2 separate regions of the Triticum aestivum genome follow, and region 1 is linked to region 2. A link is a contact called in public Hi-C data. All regions are on one chromosome and are shown on one strand. The core of a region is the stretch at or near the end of the contact, and the rest is flanking DNA. Distances in the headings are between cores, read along the strand shown. Region 1 holds the start of LOC123054278 (APO protein 1, chloroplastic). Region 2 holds the start of LOC123049813.

Region 1 (7,070 bases), core at 1,212-3,711, 190 kb before region 2:
ACAGAGCTTGATCAAATGATTCAAGATGAGTTCTTCGATTCCTCGGATTCAGATAAAGAAGTGGACATGATCATGCTCATGAGCATGCAAGAGGAAACGGACCGGCAAGTGGAGCATATTCTCAAGTTCAAGGGCACAATCAAAGGGAGAAGAGTGGTAAAGGGAGAAGAGTTGTCCGGAGCAAAGCTACTGCACAGGGACTACTTTGCTCCCAAGCCTATTTTCCTGGATGATCCATGATTTCGTCGCCGTTTTCGCATGCGAAAACCATTGTTTTTGCGCATTGTGGAGCGAGTGGAGGCACACGATGACTACTTCAAACTCACAAGGGATTGTTGCGGACAACTGTCTTTCTCTGCCAAGCAGAAGTGCACGTCTGCTCTGAGGATGCTTGCACTTGGTACTGCTGCAAATGTCATTGGTGAGATGGTCAGGATGAGGGAGAGCACATGCCTGAAGACTACGGTCAAGTTTGCCGCGCCGTGGCGGAGGTGTTTGGACCTGAGTATCTTATAGAACCAAATGCGCAGGACAAGAAGTTGTTGGCTATTGGAGATGCCAGGGGTTTCCAGGAATGATCGGATCAATTGATTGCATGCATTTGGCAATGAAAGAACTGCCCCAAAGTTTTGTGGGGAATGTATCAAGGTCACACCAAAGAGGCCACCATCATACTAGAAGCGGTGGCATCGCATGACTTATGGCTTTAGCATGCTTTCTTTGAAATATCGGGTTCTCACAACGACGTCAACGTGCTTCAGCAATCTCCGATGTTCAGGAGGCTTTGCAATTGGGAATCACCGCCGTGCAACTACGCTGTCAACGGCCGATACTGCAACATGGGATACTATCTTGTCGATGACATCTATTCTCAGTGGGCGGCGTTTGTGCTATGGAGGTTACCTCTCGCTAGGGACCTTCAGGGGTCACTTTTAGTGGCTTGGGAGCATGCCAAGTGGTGTGTCCAACCACCACCACATGTGGCGTGCTGGGCGCTCCCTCTTGATTTTTTTAAAATTTTTCAATACGCGTTTTCGGATTTAAGATCGGTTTTTCTAGGCTTTTTGGGCTTTTTGGTTTTCACCTGGTTTTTCCTAGGGCTTGGAGAAAACAATTGCGTGAACTTTTTTTGCGCGGGTAAAAATATGCCTCCACGAGAAACACATATTTGCTTCTTATGGAAGCACAGAGTTGTGCTTCTTGAAAAAGGGAACAAAAATTATACTTCCACAAGAAGTATAGATTTGCTTCCGCGAGAAGCACAACTGTGCTTCTCGAAAAGAAAAAAAAAGTGCTTTTCCGAGAAGCACATAGAGGCACGGATTTACTTCCACGAGAAGCGACACTGTACTTCTCGGAAATGAAAAATATGTGTGTCCACGAGAAGCGACACTGTACTTCTCGGAAATGAAAAATATGTGTGTCCACGAGAAGCACAAATTTGCTTCTAGTGGAGACATAGATCTGTACTTCTCAAAAACAAAAACAAAAATTGTGCTTCTCGAAAATGATATTTTTTGAAAAAACACAACTGTATTTCTGCCTTCGTTTTTTTGTCATTCATTTTTTGGTTGCCGGTTTATTTGTTTTCGTTTTTTATCGGATTTTTTGGTATTTGTCTTTTTCCTTTTATAAGAAATTTAGTTAAAACCTATTATCATGTGATCTACTCCCCCGTTTCTAAATATTTGTCTTTTTAGAGATTGCAAATGGACTACAGCATACGGATGTATATAGATATATTTTAGAGTGTAGATTCACTCATTTTGCTCCGTATGTACTCATTTGTTGAAATCTCTAAAAAGACAAATAGGGTCTTTCTAGAGATTTCAACAAATGACTACATACGGAGCAAAATAAATGAATCTACATTCTAATATGTCTATATACATCCATATGTGATAGTCCATTTGAAATCTCTAGGAAAACAAATATTTAGGAACGGAGGGAGTATTTAGGAACGGAGTGATTTCGTGTAAATAGGGAATTCCCTTTCTTTAACCGAGTGGAACAGCCATGCTCTTTCTTTAGACTAGTCACAATGGGTAGTAACATAGAGTAGTAACATGGGCATGTTACTGTTCTATGTTACTACCTCTATAGTGGGAAGTAACATATGTGTGGTAACATGCAACACTTCATTTATTAGGCTATAGACTCATCTTGCCTTGATATGTGTGATGTTTACTCATACTAGTAATAACTAGCTATGTTACCACATGCCTCTCTTTCTTCATTTATTACTTGCCACATCATTTATTTTATCTAAATATATGTGATGTTACTAACTATGTTACTCCATCATGGGTAGTCTAACCGAGTGTTCAGGCCCAATACATGTGCACTCTCATGCACATTACAGCCCATTTTCCCAAATTGCTGAGCCTGTGTATCAGGCAGACCTACGGGGCCCACGTGTGAATAACAACCCGAGATATTTTCACCCTTGCTGTTCTTATCTCTCTCCGCCACTCGTGCAACGCTCGTCGCCGCCCGTCAGCTCCGGCCACTGCCACCCTCCTCCGTGCCCGCGACCTACCCAATAGTTTCTCCGCTGGGCTCGGCAGTAGCGCTCCCTGCGTACGGACGGGCGCGAGGAGACGGCGGCTCGGTCTCTCCCTGCGCACTTCCGCCCCGGCCCTTCTCTTCTTCCTTTGCCGGCGCCGCTGCCGCCCTTCCTCCGCCACCGGCATCGTCTGCTCCTCCTCCCTATCCGGGTAACCGAAGCAGCAGTATCTGCTGAATTTAGCAGCGCTCTTTTTGGGTGCTGGTTTGTATCATGGAGATACTTAACTGTAAGGGTAGGTTCTCATTGCCAAGCAATAATCCTCATTGCCTTCCACAGCTCCACTGCCTTTTCAATATCCTAACTCTTACATTATTGTCAGAATTGTGTATAATTGAGTCTAAAGTTCACCTTTGAATCTTCAATTCAGGCGTTCGTTTTAGCTTGACAGGCATCAATGGAACCAGGGCCAACCAGTTAGTAAAGGTATCGATTCCTTGCTCTCGCTGTACAATCATTTCCCAGTCAATCACAGGACAGCCAAGAGGCTTGAATGGATTCTTATGTCATCTGGAGGTTAGCCAATTGAGTATATGAAGTGCCCTCCAACCATTCTAGGTAGTCAAAATGGATGTTTATGATGCTGCGTTGCTCGTATGAATGGTAATCATTAGAAGTGGGGTTGCTGTTCCATAGCAAAACTTTTTCAGTACCCGTGCTGCGCTTTAACTCCCATGCCTTTCTCTAGCTTATTGATTGGCAAATTGCTGTAACATTAAAGACAAATACAAGTATATCATCTCTATACACCCAGCTAGGAACAAAAATTATTCAGATTCGTAGGGCCTATCATTTTTCAGTTGTGGATATCTTATGCAGCCAGGCCTGCTGCAGTGCCATTTTACATTGAATTTGAGATCCCCTTTCAGTCTACACCATTATTCCTGTGATTACATTCTGGCAGATAACTACTATTGACGGCCCGTTGGTTTGTTTTACTGTCATTTTGGTTTCGGTAGAATGCTTGAAAAGAATTTGTGATGGAGTGCTGCCGCAGTGGAAGAATTTTACGCTCACTCTCTGTTTGCAAACACTGTTTATGCTTATCCCTTTTGTTTACAACTTGTCACAGATAGGATCCCAACCTCAACGGGTTGGCCAGGCAAGGTCAGTAACATGCTGTGAGTACTCTCCTGATCCTGCTAGCAAGAGGCATGAGAGGTATCAGCAACAACCGCAAAATGTTGATCTCCCAGAATTACACCCGAAGAACAAAAAGAAGCCCTTTCCTGTCCCAATTAAAAAGATGCTTCAAGCTTCCCGCAAAGATAAGAGGCTTGCACAGATGAGGATAGAGAAGCCTCTTGAGCCCCCAAAGAACGGTTTGCTTTTACCAGAGCTTGTGCCTGTTGCCTACGAAGTCCTTGATACCTGGAAAGTGCTCATCAGAGGCATCTCTCAACTTCTGAATGTTGTTACAGTTTATGGTTGCAGGTAAACACTAAATTCTGATCTGTGCCATAAGCTGTTTATACATGCATTAATGTTTCAAGACCCTTGTATAGGCACTTCGATCACTATCATGTGACATGATTCGGCAAATATCTTGTATATTAATATCCGTCTTGTTATTTTGTAGAAAATGCCCTCAAGTCCATGTTGGCCCAGTTGGCCACCAGATACAAGATTGCTATGGTTCAGGAAGCCAGCGTCGAAATAGTCACCACTCTTGGGTCAGAGGATCCATCAACGATGTGCTGCTCCCGATCGAATCTTACCATCTTTTTGACCCATTTGGGCGGAGGGTCAAGCATGACACCAGGTTTGACTTCGACAGGATTCCAGCAATTCTTGAGCTATGCATTCAGGCTGGTGTCGACCTACCACAATATCCCACAAGGAGACGGACTGCTCCAGTGCGGATGATTGGCAAGAAGGTTATTGACCGTGGCGGAGTTGTCGATGAGCCTAAGCCACACCGATCGGAGGACTGTATATCTCTTCTTGCTGAGCTTGACACATTTAGCAACCAACAGGGACAGTCACCCGTGCCAGCCAATGTGAAAGAGCATGCAGAGAGGACACTGAAAGCATACTGCGATGTCCGGCAGGGTGTTGCACAGCTGATGAGCAAGTATACGGTAAAAGCATGCGGGTACTGCTCTGAGGTCCACGTTGGTCCATGGGGACACAATGTGAAGCTCTGTGGGGCTTTCAAGCACCAGTGGCGAGACGGCAAGCACGGGTGGCAGGATGCTGTTGTGGATGAGGTCATACCGCCGAACTATGTGTGGCATGTCCCTGACCCCACTGGCCCTCCTCTCAGATCCTCTCTAAGGAGTTTCTATGGCAAAGCTCCGGCCGTTGTCGAGCTATGTGTGCAGGCGGGAGCTGAAATACCTGCAGAGTACCGGCCAATGATGAGGACTGATATCATCATCCCAGACCCTGATGAAGCTCGGATGGCTGCATGAAAACAATGTTCTGCCCCTGCACTTCTGAAGATGCCCGGAGTCCAAATTCCAGCCAAAGGTGCTTGTTACCCGGATGCCTCATGGTTGGGCCCTGTCATATTGCCTGAGGCAGCAGCAAATGCATAGGTTGTCTTATAATACTAATACAATGCTGAACCATGACCAGACATACTCTCAAAATTGATTCATAGATCTGCTAAAAGTATTCATCAAAAGGTGATCCCCGAATATCCTGCCTCCGCTCGCCTGTCTTCCTAGTGATACTATGCATCTTGTGACCATTTGATCACTGCTTTGCGGCAGATGCACAACTTGAAGAAAGGAAGTGGAAAAGGATGTCCTCTGCTATGGTGTGTATAATCTTGTTTAATGGCGTGAGATGCTATATGCTTCCCTATGCTAGACTGTGAGGCACTTACGATGGCTCGATACAGATGGCTTCCCCCTTTCCACTGCTGGTACCATGCTTAATGGCGAGCTGATTCTTGGGATTAAACTAATCACCGGGATTTGTTCGGGTATTTGTGCGTCTGGCTGTGATTAATCATGGACTAAAAGCTGTGCAACTTGTACCTGCCCCCAGAATCCCAGATCATCGCTCCCGGTGCGGCTACATGTATACCATCAGATTTATCGGTATAATGTACTCTCTCCTCTACTCTTTTGTGCTGTATACTCTGTAACATGGCTGCAAAAGCTATATCAAATGGATGGTTAGAGAGCCATGAAGTAGACTTAGTATATTTGTTTCTGAAGGATGTATGCCAGGCTATTCAGCCAGCCTGATCAATGCTTACATGCTCTTCTCAGCAGTGAACTGCAGATATCATAAACCATTTGCAGTTACTCCCTCCGTCCGGAAATACTTGTCGGAGAAATGGATGTATCTAGATGTATTTTAGTTTTAGATACATCTATTTTTATCCATTTCTTCGATAAATATTTTCGGACGGAGGGAGTACAACTTTGTATAAACCATGTCCCAGCAAGTCAACAACATAATCTCAAATTAAGGGCCCCCAGCTCGCACAATTTTTTTTTAATAGCATATATGCACTAGGAAAAGAACCTTCAGTTGAAGTAATATTGTAGTACTAGCTAAAGATGTGGGGTCATCACATATATTATTACAGTAGCCAGTGAAGATGCCACAGCATAATATCTCTGCCCTGCTCTGATGCTGGCGCAAGAACAGAGCAAACATGGTGAGCGGCTGCAATGCAACTGCAAGTACATAAAAAAAAATGAACTGCAAGTACACATGATTGAGTTGTCCCCGTATATACCCTCTCCTCCCTTATGCTAGGATGATTACAATAGCAGGCGTAAATACAGCTAGGAATCAACAGACGGACCGTGTACGTATGGCCGGGTATCTAAACTGCTCCCGTTGCAAGAGCTCTCTGCACTGCACATGTGTGTTCGGTGTTCGTTCACTGGTGTATAAATACGGGGCGGCAACGGTCTAGCCAACCCACCTCATCATTCACTCACTCAGCTCCAGAGCGATCGGTCGCCTCTCTTGAGCTCCCGCGCCGTAGTCATCATCACCATGGCTAAGGAAGAAGAGCTCAAGGTATGGTTAACATCCAGAGCTCAGTCGTCCATGGTGTTTGCTGTGAATTAATGGACACCTCTGACCGGGTTTTTGTTGGTGGTGGTGTGTGCAGAGAGTCGATTTGAAGGTGAACGTGAGCTGCTGCGACGGCTGCAGGAGGAAGGTGATGAAGGCCATGAACCTCAAGGGCGTGCTGAGGACGGAGATCCACCCATCGCTCGACCGGGTCACCGTCGTCGGCAACGTCGACACCAAGGTGCTCGTCAAGAAGCTCGCCAAGGTCGGCAAGATCGCCGAGGTGGTGGAGGCGGCGCCGGAGCAGCCGAAGAAGCGCGAGGGTGATGGCGGGAAGGATCGCGACGGCGGCGACTGGACGGCGCCGGCGCCGGCGATGGCGGGCGAGAAGAGCAAGCGCAAGGAGGACGGCATGGACAACAGCGGCGATAAGCCGCCGGCGGCGTCGTCCAAGAAAGAATGCACCAAGTGCGCGCACCAGAAACAGCAGTCCCCGCGCGGCGACGGCGGTGACGCC
Region 2 (7,217 bases), core at 693-3,192:
CGTTTACAAGAGCCACAAGTTCCTTGGCACGGTCCTCTTCATCCTGCGGCACTCCTCGCTCGTCCTTGCAAAATCTTTTCCCACACTCCTCCACCATCTGCAATGGACAATGGACCAAATTAGATGAATGAGGTCTTAACCTAAAACCTCGAGAAGGTGGGAGGTGAGCCAACAAAACAGCTGTGGTACTTGTTTGTGAACAGATGACGGACTACAACACCCAACGATTCTCTCAAAATCTCTGGACAAGAAAACCAATTTCATTCTGTGATAGCGTAATGTTTTATAACAGGGATCAACGAGTGGCTTAAGGTCTTACAGTAGTTTGGTACCCAAAACATTTGCCAATAAGATTTTGCATGCACATCTATACATGCGAAAGTACAGGAACACACCCAAGCCCAAAGAACAGAGCTCATCTATATTCTATACTAGTTTAATTCAACGATTAAAGATAAACAGATGACCTACAGATGCCAGAATCCATATATAATAATAAACATCCAACGTTGAGATAACTTAGATTTCTTAGCGATAAATCAGGTAGATATGTAACCACACATTTCTGAAAAATGCATCATTGCTACCAAAATATATTTGCACCACTATTTCAGAAATCAGTCAAAGCTGGCCAATGTTGAGTCTTGAGTTTAATCTCTCATCACGATGAGGGATAAGAAAACTAAATATCATAACAAAAGACACTTCTATTCAAGATGTCACAAATGGTCCAAAGTATCAGTATATTATATCTACATATCTTGGTTTGTGCCCCTATCAGCTAACGTAGATAGCATACTAACGGGAATCTTAAGATCAGCAAAATAAACATGGCAATACCGCATAAACATCAGCTGCTGAGGTTGGCCTCCAATTGATTATGTTTTGCTTGTCAGCATCAGTAAGCTTGAAACCCTCACATGTGCTTGCAAATTCAGTAACTGATTCCCTTGTCTGATTGCAAGCAGGAGTTTTCAGGAGGTACTCGTATACCTGTTTGTCACAACAATAAACATGGGACCAGTTTAAGCATAAAAAAGGGACACGTATCAAACAAGGTTATTGAGCATACACATTGGGTCAAGCACCAGAGAAACAACATATACCTTACACTCTGATGCAGCAACGGCCCCCAAACATCCCATCGGATCAGTTTTTGCACCTCTTTTCCGTAAGAAGTCGAGAACTTCGAAGTTGGTGAGATGTCCTGCATTTGCTTTCTCACTACAGAACAATAAAGAGCTTTGGATATTCAGAACTCCAGATTACAAAGACAGCTGATAGATAATGAAGATTCAGATTTTAAATTATTCAGCGTCTAGCTATGAAGATCGAGAACTGGGACTAAACACTAACGCGAAACAGAACTAGGATAGGACAATATGTCAGTCCCAGCAATTTATCTGCATAAATTCCCAATCAAACCAACTAATTCCTCTGCGATAGGATCATCGCTCAGGGACCATTATGTACTAAACTTAGTTTTGCAAGGGATTGCACAACAGAGAGAGCAGTTTACAGCTACGAGATTGCCATGGCACTGAAATTTTAAACAGCAAATGAGTACTGACATCTTCATCGTCGCCACTGCCGGTGCGGACGGGAGCACAATAGATAGATCGATGCAGTATTGGGGCTGGACTGCACTGGGGCGGCGCAAATTCAACCGACGAGTGTCTCGTTCCGCGTGCTGAGGGGCGGCGGCGTCGTGGTCTTGGTCAGGGAGGCGACGTGGTTGGTTTCGACGGCGGTGACTGGCAGGAGGTCGGAGAACGATGGCGCGATGGTCAGGGGACGCAGGGTGGCAGCGCGCTCAGGGGCGTTGGGGAGGCTGTGGCTGGTTAGCGGGAGGGTGGTGGCGGTGTCTCGCGAGCCGGAGCTGGAGGTTGGCGGCGGGGGTGTGCGAACGAAAGAGGGCTGGGCTAGGTTAGCAATTCGCTTGGGGAAGACGAGGAAGAAGGGCCAAAGGTGGCCAAATGGGCTGGTCAAGGCGTGCCAGCCCCATAGCCCGCGTGCCCGGCTGGCCCGAGGCCCGGCACACATATAATCGGGCTGTGCCGGCATCGTGGCCCGCGGCCATGCCTCTCGCGGACCAACGTGCCGGCATGACCTGATAAATTCTACGCGGACCAACGTGGCTGCTGCCGGGGCGGCCCGCATAATATGGGGGCGTGCCTGGGCCACATGAGGCTAGGCATGTGTCGGTGAACTTTAATCATAGATCTCATCCTTTTCATCCATGGCTCGTTTTTCACCTAGTGATGGCGGCTGCAGGTACGATATTACGAAGAGAAGATGAGACTGTGATCTTTGTAGCATACCAACTTATATTCAACTGTAAGAGCAACTCCAACGGGCCGACCTAAACGGACGACGATTTTGTCCGTTTGGGTCGGCCGCCCGCCCGGCGTCCGCACTATTTTAGATTTGCGTCGATAGTGCGCCCAACGCGTCGACCCACATGTGACGGCGTGGCCGGCTGGCCGTCCTATTTCAGCAAATAGCTCATTTTTGCATTGCTTTTGCATTCAAACATACACTAGTAGAAAAATGGCCTAACGTGAATATATTAGTCCCGCTTTGTAGTTGAACCGGCACTAATGTGACCATTAGTGCCGGTTCAAACGGCTAGGCGGGCGGCACTCATTAGTACCGGTTCATGGTGAACGTTTAGTACCGGTTCATACCACGAACCGGTACTAAAGAGGCTGTGGCAGGCTGTTGGCGGGCTGGGGCCCCACCAACCCCTTTAGTACCGGTTCATGCCACCAACCGGTACTAAAGTTTCTTAGTTGATTCACCGTGCAACGGTTTTTTAGTCCCACCTCGCTCCGCTAACAGGGTTTTACCACCTTAAATATGTTACTTCTCATACTATCACAACTACTTGGTCTTCATTGAACTCAATGTGTAGGATCTGTGGATGCAATAAACCGGGGAAGATTCCTATTGACAATTCAGATTCTACACAAAAAGATGATTGACGATCAATGTATTTTTGATGTATATTTTTACATGTTTACACGGACGAAAACTCATCTGTTACACCGGCACTTCATTTGCGTTCAGTATGCACCATTCAAAGCCACGTCATCAACTTTCAACCCTTTCTCACATCATTTGCTATTTTTCATGCATTTACTGATTTGTTTTGAGCTAAATGACCCTGAAATTGAAAAGCACTACAAATGAACTCTGAAAAGGTTGAAATTTGGCATGGTATCATCATTTCACCCACATAGCATGTGCAAAAAAGTAGAGAGGGTTACAGCAAAAACTGCATGCACTTCGTGTACAAGCTGGACACTCTCTTTCGAAGTATGAGGATTTCGGATGAAAACTCATCTATTAAAAAGGCACTTCATTTTTTAAACTTATTACAACTCCAGACTTTTTGTGCGTTCATTATGCACCATTCAAAGCCACGTCGTCAACTTTCAACCCTTTGTGCCTTCATTTGCTGTTTTTCATGCATTTACTGATTTGTTTTGAACTAAATGACCCTGAAATTGAAAAGCACTACAAATGAACCCTAAAAAGGTTGAAACTTGGCATGGTATCATCATTTCACCTACATAGCACGTATAAAAAAATAGAGAGGGTTACGGCAAAAACTGGATGCACTTCGTGTACGAACTGGACAATCTCTTTCGGAGTATCAGGGTTTCGGACGAAAACTCATCTGTTACAAAGGCACTTCATTTTTTTAAACTTATTACAACTCCAGACTTTTTGTGCGTTCATTATGCACCATTCAAAGCCACGTCGTCAACTTTCAACCCTTTGTGCCTTCATTTGCTATTTTCATGCATTTACTGATTTGTTTTGAGCTAAATGACCCTGAAATTGAAAAACACTACAAATGAACTCTGAAAAGGTTCAAACTTGGCATGGTATCATCATTTCACCCACATAGCATGTGCAAAAAAGTAGAGAGGGTTACGGCAAAAACTGGATGCACTTCGTGTACAAACTGGACACTCTCTTTCGAAGTATCAGGGTTTCGGACGAAAACTCATCTGTTACAAAAGGCACTTCATTTTTTTAAACTTATTACAACTCCAGACTTTTGTGCGTTCATTATGCACCATTCAAAGCCACGCCGTCAACTTTCAACCCTTTGTGCCTTCATTTGCTATTTTCATGCATTTACTGATTTGTTTTGAGCTAAATGACCCTGAAATTGAAAAGCACTACAAATGAACTCTCAAAAGGTTGAAACTTGGCATGGTATCATCATCTCACCCACATAGCATGTGCAAAAAAGTAGAGAGGGTTACGGCAAAAACTGGATGCACTTCGTGTACAACTTGGACACTCTCTTTCGAAGTATCAGGGTTTCGGACGAAAACTCATCTGTTACAAAAGGCACTTCATTTTTTTAAACTTATTACAACTCCAGACTTTTTATGTGTTCATTATGCACCATTCAAAGCCACGTCTTCAATTTTCAACCCTTTGTGCCTTCATTTGGTATTTTTCATGCATTTACTGATTTGTTTTGAGCTAAATGACCCTGAAATTCAAAAGCACTACAAATGAACTCTAAAAAGGTTGAAACTTGGCATGGTATCATCATTTCGCCCATATAGCAGGTGCAAAAAACTAGAGAGGGTTACGGCAAAAACTGGATGCACTTTGTGTACAAACTGGACAATCTCTTTCGAAGTATCAGGGTTTCGGACGAAAACTCATCTGTTACAAAGGCACTTCATTTTTTTAAACTTACAACTCCAGACTTTTTATGCGTTCATTATGCACCATTCAAAGCCACGTCGTCAACTTTCAACCATTTGTGCCTTCATTTGTTATTTTTCATGCATTTACTGATTTGTTTTGAGCTAAATGGCCCTGAAATTGAAAAACACTACAAATGAACTCTGAAAAGGTTGAAACTTGGCATGGTATCATCATTTCACCCATATAGCACGTGCAAAAAAGTAAAGAGGGTTACGGCAAAAACTGGATGCACTTCGTGTACGAACTGGACAATCTCTTTCGAAGTATCAGTGTTTCGGACGAAAACTCATCTGTTACAAAGGCACTTCATTTTTTTAAACTTATTACAACTCCAGACTTTTTGTGCGTTCATTATGCACCATTCAAAGCCACGTCATCAACTTTCAACCCTTTGTGCCTTCATTTGCTATTTTTCATGCATTTACTAATTTATTTGGAGCTAAATGACCCTGAAATTGAAAAGCACTACAAATGAATCTCTGAAAAGGTTGAAACTTGGCATGGTATCATCATTTCACCCACATAGCACGTGCAAAAAACTAGAGAGGGTTACGGCAAAAACTGGATGCACTTCGTGTAGAAACTGGACACTCTCTTTCGAAGTATCAGGGTTTCGGACGAAAACTCATCTGTTACAAAGGCACTTCATTTTTTAAAACTTATTACAACTCCAGACTTTTTATGCGTTCATTATGCACCATTCAAAGCCACGCCGTCAATTTTCAACCCTTTGTGCCTTCATTTGGTATTTTTCATGCATTTACTGATTTGTTTTGAGCTAAATGATCCTGAAATTGAAAAGCAGTACAAATGAACTCTGAAAAAGTTGAAACTTGGCATGGTATCATCATTTCACCCACATAGCATGTGCAAAAAACTAGAGAGGGTTATGACAAAAACTGGATGCACTTCATGTACAAACTGGACACTCTCTTTCGAAGTATCTGAGTTTCGGCTGAAAACTCATCTGTTACAAAGGCAGTTCATTTTTTTAAACTTTATTACAACTCCAGACTTTTTGTGCGTTCATTATGCACCATTCAAAGCCACGTCGTCAACTTCATTTGCTATTTTTCATGCATTTACTGATTTGTGATTCACAAACTAGTGATTCACACAAATTTATTTATAAAGTTAAGTTATTCAAAAACTAGTGATTCACACAAATTTCAAATAATTCAAATTTAAACTATTCAAATTTTAAAACTACTGGCAGTAACAGAAACTTTGTAATTTTTTGTACCTAGAGCAAAAATATTCACAAAGAAACTCTAAATACAGCAAAAAACTACTCAAAAATAAATAGAAGAAAATAAATAAAGCAGAAAAGAAAAAAAAAACTATATAAAAAAATGTTTGCGCGCTGCCCAGTGGGCCTGCTTGGCCTTTGGCGTGGATATGCAGGCCCACAAGGCCCAACAGGCTCACAGGGCAGTGCGCCAAAGTTAGGCCCAGAAGCATGCTTTAGAGAGGAGCTTGAAGGTGCAGCCGCGGCTGGGTTTATAAACCAGTGCGGCTGCCCTTCGCCCGGCGAGGTGGGACTAAACTTTGTGCACCACGGGATGGGAGCGCACCCCCTTTAGTACCGGTTCGTGGCTCCAACCGGTACTAGAGGGGGGTCGTTAGTACCGGTTGCAGCCACTATCCGGTACTAAAGGCGTGCGCTTCCCACCGCTTGGGCTGGCCAAATTTGACCTTTAGTATCGGTTGGCGGCTCCAACCGGTACTAAAGGCCTCTTCTATATATATAGCACTTACGAAAATTTCAGTTAGTTTCTGTTCATCTGCTTCGTCGCGCCCGTCCCCGTCGCGCGCGCCCTGTCGCCGCCCCAGCCCGTCGCCGCCCCCGTCGCGCGCGCCCCGTCGCCGCCCCAGCCCGTCCCCGTCGTCGCTGCCCCATCGTCACCGCCCCGGCCCGTCCCCATCGCCACCCCAGCCCGTCGCCGCCCTCCGTCGCCTCGCATCGCCGGCCCTCGCCCCGCTGTAAGACGATCGACCGCCCCGGCCCCCGCGCGCCGGCAGCCTCTCTCTCACACACACACAACAGAGTCAAACTTTTCTTAAGGTTTTTTTTTGTTTTCTGTTTTCTATTTTTTATACTTTTAGTTTATATAAATGTTAGATTAATGTCAATTGTTAGATGATTATATATATATACACACACATAAATGTTAGATATTAATGTCAAATGTTAGATGAATTAGATAGAAATATATGTTAAATATTAATGTCAAATGTTAGATGAATTAACTAGATATTAATGGTAGATGAGTTAGTTTTTTATACTTTTAGTTATAGATGAATTAGATATATTAATGTCAAATGTTAGATGAATTAGATATATTAAATTTAGGTATATGAGATTTGATCATCTAATTAAAATTTTACTATATATAGAACTAGCTACTTTATTTTTAGGAAGAAAATTAATAGAACTAGTTTATTTTTAGTAAGTGCTTAGTTGAATTAATTGAATT

Evidence for each region. A called contact is a pair of places that touch in the nucleus more often than the background predicts.
Region 1: a contact with region 2 is called in a Hi-C map of leaf, with 3 times the contacts expected there. The contact joins the promoter of LOC123054278 here to the promoter of LOC123049813 in region 2. A contact is called at or near these places in 2 of 5 Hi-C or Micro-C datasets (both in leaf).

Annotation. Positions count from the first base shown.
Region 1 is chr2D:533,784,305-533,791,374 of IWGSC CS RefSeq v2.1, reverse strand. LOC123054278 (APO protein 1, chloroplastic) reads left to right here and starts at 2,461. Exons shown (of 5, transcript XR_006426092.1): 1 at 2,461-2,801; 2 at 2,937-2,992; 3 at 3,639-4,000; 4 at 4,146-5,196; 5 at 5,284-5,776. LOC123054279 reads left to right here and starts at 6,016. Exons shown (of 2, transcript XM_044478010.1): 1 at 6,016-6,556; 2 at 6,651-7,070. The coding sequence starts at 6,533.
Region 2 is chr2D:533,597,568-533,604,784 of IWGSC CS RefSeq v2.1, reverse strand. It overlaps LOC123049813, which reads right to left and starts at 1,942. Exons shown (of 4, transcript XM_044472682.1): 1 at 1,572-1,942; 2 at 1,107-1,224; 3 at 841-993; 4 at 1-97. The coding sequence starts at 1,579.